2 separate regions of the Mus musculus genome follow, and region 1 is linked to region 2. A link is a contact called in public HiChIP or PLAC-seq data. All regions are on one chromosome and are shown on one strand. Each heading gives the region's core, a stretch centred on a gene start, on an enhancer-like site or on the middle of the called end of the contact. The rest is flanking DNA. Distances are from core to core; before and after follow the strand shown. Region 1 has its middle 11 kb from the start of Gm30078. Region 2 holds the start of Katnal1 (katanin p60 subunit A-like 1).

The links. HiChIP or PLAC-seq counts read pairs in DNA pulled down with a chosen protein or histone mark.
Region 1: an H3K4me3 HiChIP or PLAC-seq map of the SCID.adh cell line shows a contact between it and region 2, with 14 read pairs. The contact joins the enhancer-like site here to the promoter of Katnal1 in region 2. A contact is called at or near these places in 5 of 115 datasets of contacts at active chromatin or transcription factors (the SCID.adh cell line, bone marrow-derived macrophages, hepatocytes and 2 more) and 3 of 9 other capture datasets (adipose tissue, liver and pancreatic islet).

Annotation. Positions count from the first base shown.
Region 1 is chr5:149,076,812-149,081,381 of GRCm38.p6, forward strand. No RefSeq gene overlaps it. Among named protein-coding and RNA genes, the nearest start is that of Gm30078, 11 kb to the left of the region's middle. Within about 2 kb of position 2,295, at least 142 of the 459 cell types and tissues checked have an H3K27ac peak or open chromatin away from gene starts, as enhancers often do. A contact at or near this core is called in the SCID.adh cell line, adipose tissue and regulatory T cells, where this site is marked.
Region 2 is chr5:148,926,218-148,930,996 of GRCm38.p6, forward strand. Katnal1 (katanin p60 subunit A-like 1) reads right to left here and starts at 2,430. Exons shown (of 11, transcript NM_153572.2): 1 at 2,309-2,430. It overlaps Gm36446 (a long non-coding RNA gene), which reads left to right and starts at 2,595. Exons shown (of 2, transcript XR_377236.1): 1 at 2,595-2,686; 2 at 2,916-3,405.

The DNA of each region.
Region 1 (4,570 bases), core at 1,045-3,544, 150 kb after region 2:
GTAAGTGTGGCTCTGTTGGAGTAAGTGTGTCACTGTGGGTGTGGGGTTTAAGATCCTCATCCTGGCTGCCTGGAAACCAGTCCTATCCTAGCTGCCTTCAGATGAAGATGTAGAACTCTCAGCTCCTCTTGTACCAAGTCTGCCTGGATGCTGCCATGCTTCCCACCTTGATGATAATGGACTGAACCTCTGAACCTGTAAACCAGCCCCAATTGGTCCTTATAAGAGCTGCCTTGGTCATGGTGTCTGTTCACTGCAGTAAAACCCTAAGTCACCTGGGCTTTGGGGACAGCCTTCTCCTCTGTGCCCAGGACTTTGAACCTACTGTCCCTTCCTGTCCTGTTCCCACCGCCTCCACCTCCCCCCCCCCCGATGTTGTTTGTGGCCTTCAGTTTGTGTCTGCTTGCCATTTTTCATCCAGCCTACCACCTGGCCTCCAGGAGTCACTTGATCCATGAGTAAATGTTTAAACGTGATAAAGAGGAGAAAGTTCTGGAGAGGTTCGGGTCTAACACTGAGCTGGCTCCCTACTGCTTCCTGTCCCTCTGTCCTTCATCGGCAGATGCTGTGTGTGTTTGCTGAGATGTCACACCGTTACCCCATACATATGTACAATTATCACATGGTAAAAGCCAACAAGGAGGGAGCGAGAATGGCCAAATCGAGCTCATAGAAAAGTGGGATTGAGTTTCTGATCTCTTACAGTCTTCACCATCCTTGTCACCCCTTCCTCCAGCTGCCCCACCCCCCCGCCCCCGGTCAGGACCAGGATGCACCTAAGAGTTTGGCCACTGTTTGCTGTGCTGAGGTCAAACCCAGGGGTGTGTGCCAGGCCAGGCAAGCACCTGTACCTCTGGGCTACAGGCCCAGGCCTGTTTGTTTTAAACATGCTAAAATGGCCTGTACTTACAGATATCTTTTAAAACATGTTCAAGGCAAACATGGAAACGGAAATGCACAATTCAGTCCTTAGTTCTGTGGCTGACTCTCAGTTCGGGAGACAAAGTGATAAGTAGCCAAAAAGATCTCTTCCAACTGCTGTCAGTGTTGAGGTTGAGGTGTTGCTCAGTGGTGTGGAGCTTTGTCCAGGTCCCACCTGTCCCCCATGCCTCAAGGGAGTTTAATGGGAGACCAAGGAGAGACAAACATCATGGAGCAAGGACTGGATGCCCTGTCAAAAACATTAAAATGCACTTATTTGAACTCCTTCTTAGGATGCATAAGGGGCCTTCTGAGATGTGTTGGGTACAGCAATCCGGGCTGCTGCTGTCATCTGAGGTCCACTACGTGGTGGAGGTATCTTCAGGCAATGAACAGGAGGCTCCAGTGTCCCACATACCACCATTCTCAGAGACAGTCTCCCTAGAGATTCTCTAAGTGAAGTCAAAGTAACAGAGGAAAGGACAGAGAGCCTGCAGTGGGTCACACTGGAAGGGGGGGAGGAGGAAGGGGAGGAGGAGGAGGGCTGTGATGGATTATTCAGTCATGGAAAGCACAGGTAGGGCAAGCCTACGAACCTAGAACTATAACAGAATATAGCAGAATTCCTTAGAACCTGGTCTACTCTTACAATAGGTGTTTGTTTGTTTGTTTGTTTGTTTGTTTAAGGATTGGAGAGAGAAGCCAGGCAGATGCTCTGTATTGAGCTACACTAACATTTAAAAAACCACCGGGGAGGCTGGGAAGATTGCTCAGCAGTTAAACACACAACCTGCCCTTCAGCACCTGTGTCAGGTGGCCTGTAATCTCAGTTCTAGGAGATCCGATACCTCAGGTACGTGCAGAGACACATGCACACATAACTGAGAATAAATATAATAATTTTTTAAAAGAAAAAGCACTCTTTGCTCTTTCTTACACCATTGAGTAGTGGTTTAAGAACTCTGTGGAACTTCGGGACACAGGTCCAGCGTTCTGTCAGAGAGAAAGCTAATGTTTGTTCTGCAGAAGATGCAGGCAGCCAGCATCTGCCTGATGTGGGGGTTGGGACCAGAACTCGGGTTCTCTGCAAGAGCAGTTGGCGCTTTGAATTTCCCCAGGCCCTAAATAATGTACAGTCAGGGTAAGCCAGTAGCATTGTGTCCTATAACTTGGAAAGCTTGAGACTGACTTGTAAAGCAACCATGGTCTGGCGCTGAATAGCCGGTGAGAGGCAAGCAGGGTGCTGGCCCGAAGACCTGCCTACACGAACTCATTTGGGTTTCTTCCTCAGACCGTCTAGTCCCTTGGAACTCAAGTGACTCATGGCCAGCCTCATTTGCCACATTCCTTCCACACTGACGATTCAGGCCAGTTCCAGTCACTCGAGGAATGCTGAGGGCCATGGAATTCTCCAGCACTTCTTGAGTGAAGAGAGCGGCTGTGCCTGGAAGTGGTGTGGGCCCTGGGAAATCCCAGGACAGCCTCCCCGTGGTCACTACCCAGCATAGATCCTGGGGCCCGCTACGTTCCCAGGAAGGCTGAGTGTGGGAACGACCTCAAGCATTCTCTTCCTGCCTCTCGGCATTATAGAAGCTAGGAAACCAGCAGAGGTTCCCCTAACCTGTTGGACAGGAAGGGCCAGGCAGCTTAAGCTTGCTGGAGGCCTCCTGCTGCCCGGATCTGCTTAACGGGCTCTGGGCTCTTCCTTCCCCGCAGAGAGGAGGTAGCACCGGTCAGTAGCCAGGACGAGGCTTCTTTGACCAGACCTCCGCGGGAAGTAGCAGTGAATGCAAACTTGAGCTCTGGTGTTCTGAGAATGGAGTGGGAGGTGGCGTGCGGGTGGGGTGAGGCACCAAATGCTTCAAGGAACACAATTTATATTGAGCATAGTAGTGCACACTTTTAATCCCAGCACTTAGGTTGCAGAGGCAAACAGAGCTCTGTAAGTTGAAGGCCACCCTGGTCTACATAGAGAGTTTTGGGCTAACAAGGGCTGCATAGAGCATCTCTATCTCTAGACAAGCAAGCAAGCAAGCAAGCAAGCAAGCAAGCAAGCAAGCAAGCAAGCAAGCAAGCAAGCAAGCAAGCAAACACAGTTACTTAAAAGAAAAGGAGGTTTCTCTGCTGCCGCTCCTGAGGGCGGGGATACCGCGCCTGAGGGCGGGGATATCGCTCCAATGCTTCTTGAGGAAGGGAAACCCTGGCCACCTGGTTCTTCATGCCAGTGTTTTGTACTTCAGGGTTTGTCAACAGGACTTTGCTATCCTCCTGCCTCAGCTCCCTGAGTGTCATCGTGCAATGTTTGTTTCTTTATCAACTTTAAGTGTCTACCTCTTCCTAGTTGTAGTACAACTGACACTTTTATACCCCTTAGCAAGAACTTTGGTATATGGAAATTACTGGTCATTTGCTTTGTTGTTATTGTTGTTTGAAGGGGCCCTCCCAGTTAACCCAACCTAGTCTCAGATTTCCCCATCCTTGCTGTGGTGGCCCACACCTTTAATCCCAGCACTCTGGAGGCAGAGGAAAGTGGATCTCTGTGAGTTTGGGGCCAGCCTGGTTAACATAGCATGTTCCAGGACACCCAAGAGAGAAACCCCGTCTTGAACCCGCCCACCCGCAAATCCTCCATCCTCCTGCCTCAGCTTCCTGAGTTCTGGGACTGTAGATGTGAATCACTGCAGTTGGCTCTACTGTGCTAAAGATCTCCCTGGAGGAATAATGTCACATCGGTCAAGTGCTAAGCCTGCACCGTGACATTTTTAAACTACAAGGTAGTCAACAGAAAGATTATGTTTTCCCCCTATCGTTCCTTGGTGGACACATTTTGAAGATAGGATTTGCAAAGAAGGCTCATGTTCAGCCTTCTTATGTGGGTTCCTTCAGGCCCTCCTCCCTAGCCACTAACCTGTGGTTATGCGCACGTGTGTGCCTGTGATGTGAAGGATGTGACTGGGAGCAAGAGGCAGCGTTAAGTTTTTCAGCAGTAGAAAAGCGAGTGCATTTCAAATGCTGCTATTCGCTAGCAGGTTCTTCTTTAATGTGCGTGAGGTTTTGCCTGTGTGTAAGCATGTACACCCACCACATGTAAGCTGGCTGGCCACAGAGGTCAGAAGAGGGCATTGGATCCTCTGGAACTGGAGTTATAGGGGGTTGGAAGCACTATGTGGGTACTGGGAATCAAACCTCTTGGGATCAAATTCTCTGGTCCTCTGGAGGAGAACATGTCCTTTTAACATCTGAGGCATCTCTCCATCTCTTCCCCCCCCCCCCCCCGTATTCTTTTTTGATTTTGGGGTTGTTTCTTTCTTTCTTTCTTTCTTTCTTTCTTTCTTTCTTTCTTTCTTTCTTTCTTTCTTTCTTTCTTTCTTTCATTTTTTGAGACAGAGTCTCAGTGTAACTCTGGCTGACCTGTAACTCCCTCTGTAGACCAGGCAGGAACCAGGCTGGCCTCAAACTCCAAGATCTGCCTGCCTCTGCCTCCCACATGCTGGGACTAAATATGTACGCTGTATACCCAGCTCTTTAGTGGTCGTTGGTTTTTACTATTTTACATCATTTGGTCCTTTTTTTTTTTTTCAGTTGTCATCATAGCAATTCTGGTCCATATTTTGATGCTAGAGTAAATAATATCCAAATTAGAAAATAA
Region 2 (4,779 bases), core at 1,180-3,679:
GTCGCCCTGCTTCTACCTTCTGGATACTGGACTAAATGTGTGTACCACCATCCTTGACCTCACCCTGGTTTTGGAGACAAGGTCTCTCAATGTCCTTATGCTTGCCAAGTAGGCTAGGCTAGCTGACCACCAGGCCCCCAAGGGATTTCTGTTTTCACCTCCCCAGAGCTAGGATGACAAGCATATGCCAGTATACCCAGCATTTGGGAGGGTGGGGGGAGAAATGGGAATTGAACCCCTGGTCTTCAGGCTTCCATACCCAGCACTATTCCAACTGAACTCTCTCTCCAGCTCCTGCATAGGTTTTGAACCTCTTCTGAAACGTCAGGATGTAACTGAAGGAGAGAATTCTAAGTGGCATCTCGAAATCACACAGAACCCAGTCCTCCCAATGTCTGTGGTAACTTTGTGATAGAATGTCTGTGGTAACTCTGTAGTAATGGAAGTGGTGAGAAGAGGTGCAGGAATGGCTGCTGACGTCTCTGCCTGTGACTCCAGAGATACAGAATGAGACATCACATCAATGGATTAAGACCAGAAGAGATCCAGGCCCTGTCCAAGGAGGAACTCCAAGGACAGATGCCTGTCACCTGAGGGGACTTGGAGTTGGCTCTTAAGAAAATCGCCAAGTCTGTCTCAGCAGCAGACCTGGAGAAGCACGAAAAGTGGATGGTTGAGTTTGGGTCTGCGTGATTGGTCAGCTCTTCCATCTCTGGGAGTTTTCTTTATGAAATATAAAGACATTCCTGAAATTATAAAACCATCTAGAGGTACAGAGAACTATAGTTGAGAAGCAAGGTATGCTCGTACAGTCTGCTGGCTTCAGGCTACCAAACCTCATACGTGTGGTACAGAGTAAGCAAGCCAGTGGCTGGGGTCGAAGGGCCTCACCAGGACTACTTCCTACTGATTAGGGGTGTCAAGTTTCTTGGGGCAAGTTCCATCTTTGCCATCAGGATATCTAATTTCTTGTTGTTGTTTCTTCTTTACGTAGGAACAATTACTTAACAAGTGGTGATCAAGAACCAACCCCACCTCTTGGAGTCTTAGCATTTATATGCCCTCTGAAAAGTCCCCAGAATTCCAAACATCACACAGTCACGGAAACTATCTGGCTGTTGGCAAAAATCACATCCCTTGTACAGCATGAGGCAAATCGCAGTCAACCGCTGTGGACAATCTGAAGCAGCCCAATATCCCAAACCTGGGATTAAAACAAAAACAATTTTTATATTTCTATGTAAATTCCATGTTTAAAAAAAACACCAAAATTCTCACTACACATAATAAAAAGAGGAAATCATCCTGAGCCATGCTTAATATCAGCATCCTGAGACAGACAGGTGAGCTCCAGGACAGCCTGGTTTACACAGTGAGTTCTAGCTAGCCAAAACTACACAGTGAAGCCTGGTCTCTAAAACAAAGAAAAATGTGCATAAATCAATCAGGTATTTTTAAAAAATAGAAACAGAATACAGAACACTTCAGTGTAGTCAAAAGGAGATTGTTCAGAAAGTTCAATAAAATACATTTCTAGTAAAGTTGGCTAGAGGAGAAAGTCAGAAATGAAGGAGAGCTAGCAACAGAAACTTCCAAGGGAGTGAAAGACCAAACAAAGCTTAATGAAATAGACAAGTGTGTGAGATCGCAGCACATCAAAACCCACTAAGAAATCTCATCAGTCAATAAAACCAAGTTCGTTATTTATGACCTCCCCAAAATACTCCAGACCCATCAGCTTCGTGTGTGCGTTCTAGGAAGTGCTTGGGGAAAAAAGAAACAAATGCTAAAGACACTCTCCAGAAAAAGGCAAAAATTAACTAGCCATTGAAAGTTTAACTAGTCTTCAAAGAACCAAAATATGTGTGGGCAACATTTAGGTAGTAAGTGAAGAGTGGAGCCGGAAGGGGGCATTAATTACTCCATGACATTCAACCTCAATAGCTAACATGCAACATATATATATGTATATGTATTCAGACATCACCAAATAACAGTAATATCCTTCATCAGCTTTCACACTTGTCCTTTTAAATATTACTGTCCTCTGAACACACGCTAATGAATGGATTTTATATGCCAAAAGCTCTGAGGTACTTGAAAAATAAGCAGAAATACCTAGAGATTCACAGGGAAAGGCAAAGGCCTTTTAGTGAAGGCTTTGTCGGGTCTCGCATCGACCTTGCGCCATACATACGGTTCTGCACCAAGAGGCAGCACCCTAGGAGGCCCAGGCCCCGCGCGGTGGCGATGGAGCGGGGCCGCGAGTGCAGAGGCTGCGGGGCTGGAGCGCAGCAATGAGGCTCACCTGCGCTACCCCCGCCCGACGCACAGCGCCCAATCCAGCGACCACCCCGGAGCCCCCTGCAGACAAAGAGTCACTTTAACACCATCTGAGTAGCTCCCAATTTATCAGTCTGTCGCCGCGCTCCGGACCGCTGGGCTTTGTAGTTCTCGGCCCGAATCACCCAGCCAAGGCGGCGAGCCTGATGAGCCACCGAACTACAAGACCCATGATACCCTGCGACTGGTGCTACATTCTGCGTGGCTCTCCCGCTTCTCCTCCGGGGGAGCGGCCTGTTGCCGGCGGCCGAGGTCTTGCGGACTGGGGCTGCCCGCCTGGGCTCCGCAACCCGGCTCTCCCTGTCAAGCCCGGCCCCTCGGGCTCACCACTTAGATCCTGCAGGTCAGGGCTGTCAAGGAACGGGGAGGGGCGAGGCGGGGCGCCGTTAGCCGCCGCCCGCCCGGAGTCCGTTAGTTCGCGGCCGGCGCGAAGAGGCGGTGGCTCACGGTTGCCATGGCAGCTGCGGCAGTGCTGCGGAGAGGGCGTGGGGCTGAGTCAGCGTTGGGAAAGGGGGCAGTAGGGAAGGATGCTCAGAGGCGAGTGTGGCGAACACGGAGCCCTCACCCCACAGGATGAGGAACCCGAGACCCTAGGTGGGGCGTGCTGCACCGGCCGGCATCGGGGCGGGACGTGTGCAGCGACAGAGAGCGGCTTCTAAGGAGGCGACCTTGCTGAGCCAGCTCTGTGGATTGGAGGCTGCTCGCAGCCCCCTCCCGCCATCCTCCAGGGAGTGGAGTGAGAACGAGCCATTGCTTAGATAGCGTGTGCACACAGCCTACAGGAGGATTCTGGACTCTGGAACTCGTAAATGGCACTGCTCCCCACCTATTGAATTCGAAGCTATAATGGGTCTTATGCAGAGGTTTGTGCACTCTTCAGTGTACTATGGGCCTGGATTAACAACCTGGCCTTCTAACACAGCTCCTTGGCTAACTGGTTGGTAGCCGATGACCCGAGGCACCTTACCTACCTGCTCTGAACGTTTTAGTCTGCAAAATGGAACTATCTCTGTTCCTGAGAGAAACTTTTATGATAAAACAGAATAAAAGTCTGGCACCTCACACGGTAGCTTTCAGATACTAGTTAATCCAATCGTGATAAAAGTCAAAATATAAGCCGGGCGTGGTGGCGCATGCCTTTAATCCCAGCACTCGGGAGGCAGAGGCAGGTGGATCTCTGAGTTCGAGGCCAGCCTGGTCTACAAAGTGAGTTCCAGGACAGCCAGGGCTATACAGAGAAACCCTGTCTCGAAAAACCAAAAAAAAAAAAAAAAAAAAAAAAAAAAAAAGGTCAAAATATTTGACTAGCAGTTGAAGGTGGATTGGCCGATGGGGAAATTGTCCTGTACCGATTAAAAAGTGCTATATCGCCGGACAGGGGTGGCTCACACCTTTCATCCCAGCACTTGGGAGGCAGAGGCAGGCGGATTTCTGAGTTCGAGGCCAGCCTGGTCTACAGAGTGAGTTCCAGGACAGCCAGGGCTACACAGAGAAACCCTGTCTCAGGGGAAAAAAAAAAAAAGTGCTATATTTCGCTAAAGGTTTAGGTCAGGGAAGTGTCTGTAGCTGTCAGAACTCATGGAATAGAACAGTTATGATTTGTACATTTTGTTGTGTGTAAATATACTTCAAAAGTAGTGTGATGCCTTAGGAAATTAAATTAGGGAAGGTGGGCACTGTGTCAGTGCCTTTATTCCTGGCAGTTGGGAGGCAGCAGCCAGACTGGTCTACAAATTGAGTCCCAAGACAGCCAGTTCTTGTTATACAAAGAAACCCTGTTTTGAAAACAAAACAAAAGAAACAAAAGAACTAAATTAGGACTGTGTAACTTATTTGTTAGAGCGCTTACCTGGCATGCATAAAGCCATGGGTTTGATCCCCTATACCACATACAGGGTACACCCAGGTAGATTGGCTGCACAGCTCTGCAACCCAGCATTCAGGAGAATGAAAGCACAAGGATTAAATGTTCAGAACCAACCTCAGCTACCTAAAGAATTAAAGGCCAGCTTGGGATGTGCGAGAGACCAAGGAAGAAAAGAACAGATAAATCATGATGGGGCAGGGGTAGTGGCTCACACCTGTAATCTCAGAACCTGGGAGGTTCAGTAAGGCGGGACACTTACCTCTAATTGGGGGTCAACCTGGGCTACAAGGTGAGACTGTCTCAAAAGGTGGGGCAGAGAAAAAAAAGTTGAAAAAGCAAGCTATTTCATTGTCAGAGTCTCCCCATCACAGAGATCTCCTTCCAATTGGTTCGAGCCTTCTGCTCACCTCTGTGGGGAGGCCTAGTCCTCTCTAAGCCTGTACTGTCCATGGGGGACACAGCCTCAGGGTCACTTCTAGCTCAGAGTCCTTTTTCTGAGCACTCAAGACTTCCTCATATCTTACCTGCAACTCTGCTTCTTCCCCCGCCCCGCCCCCCTCTGAATTCCA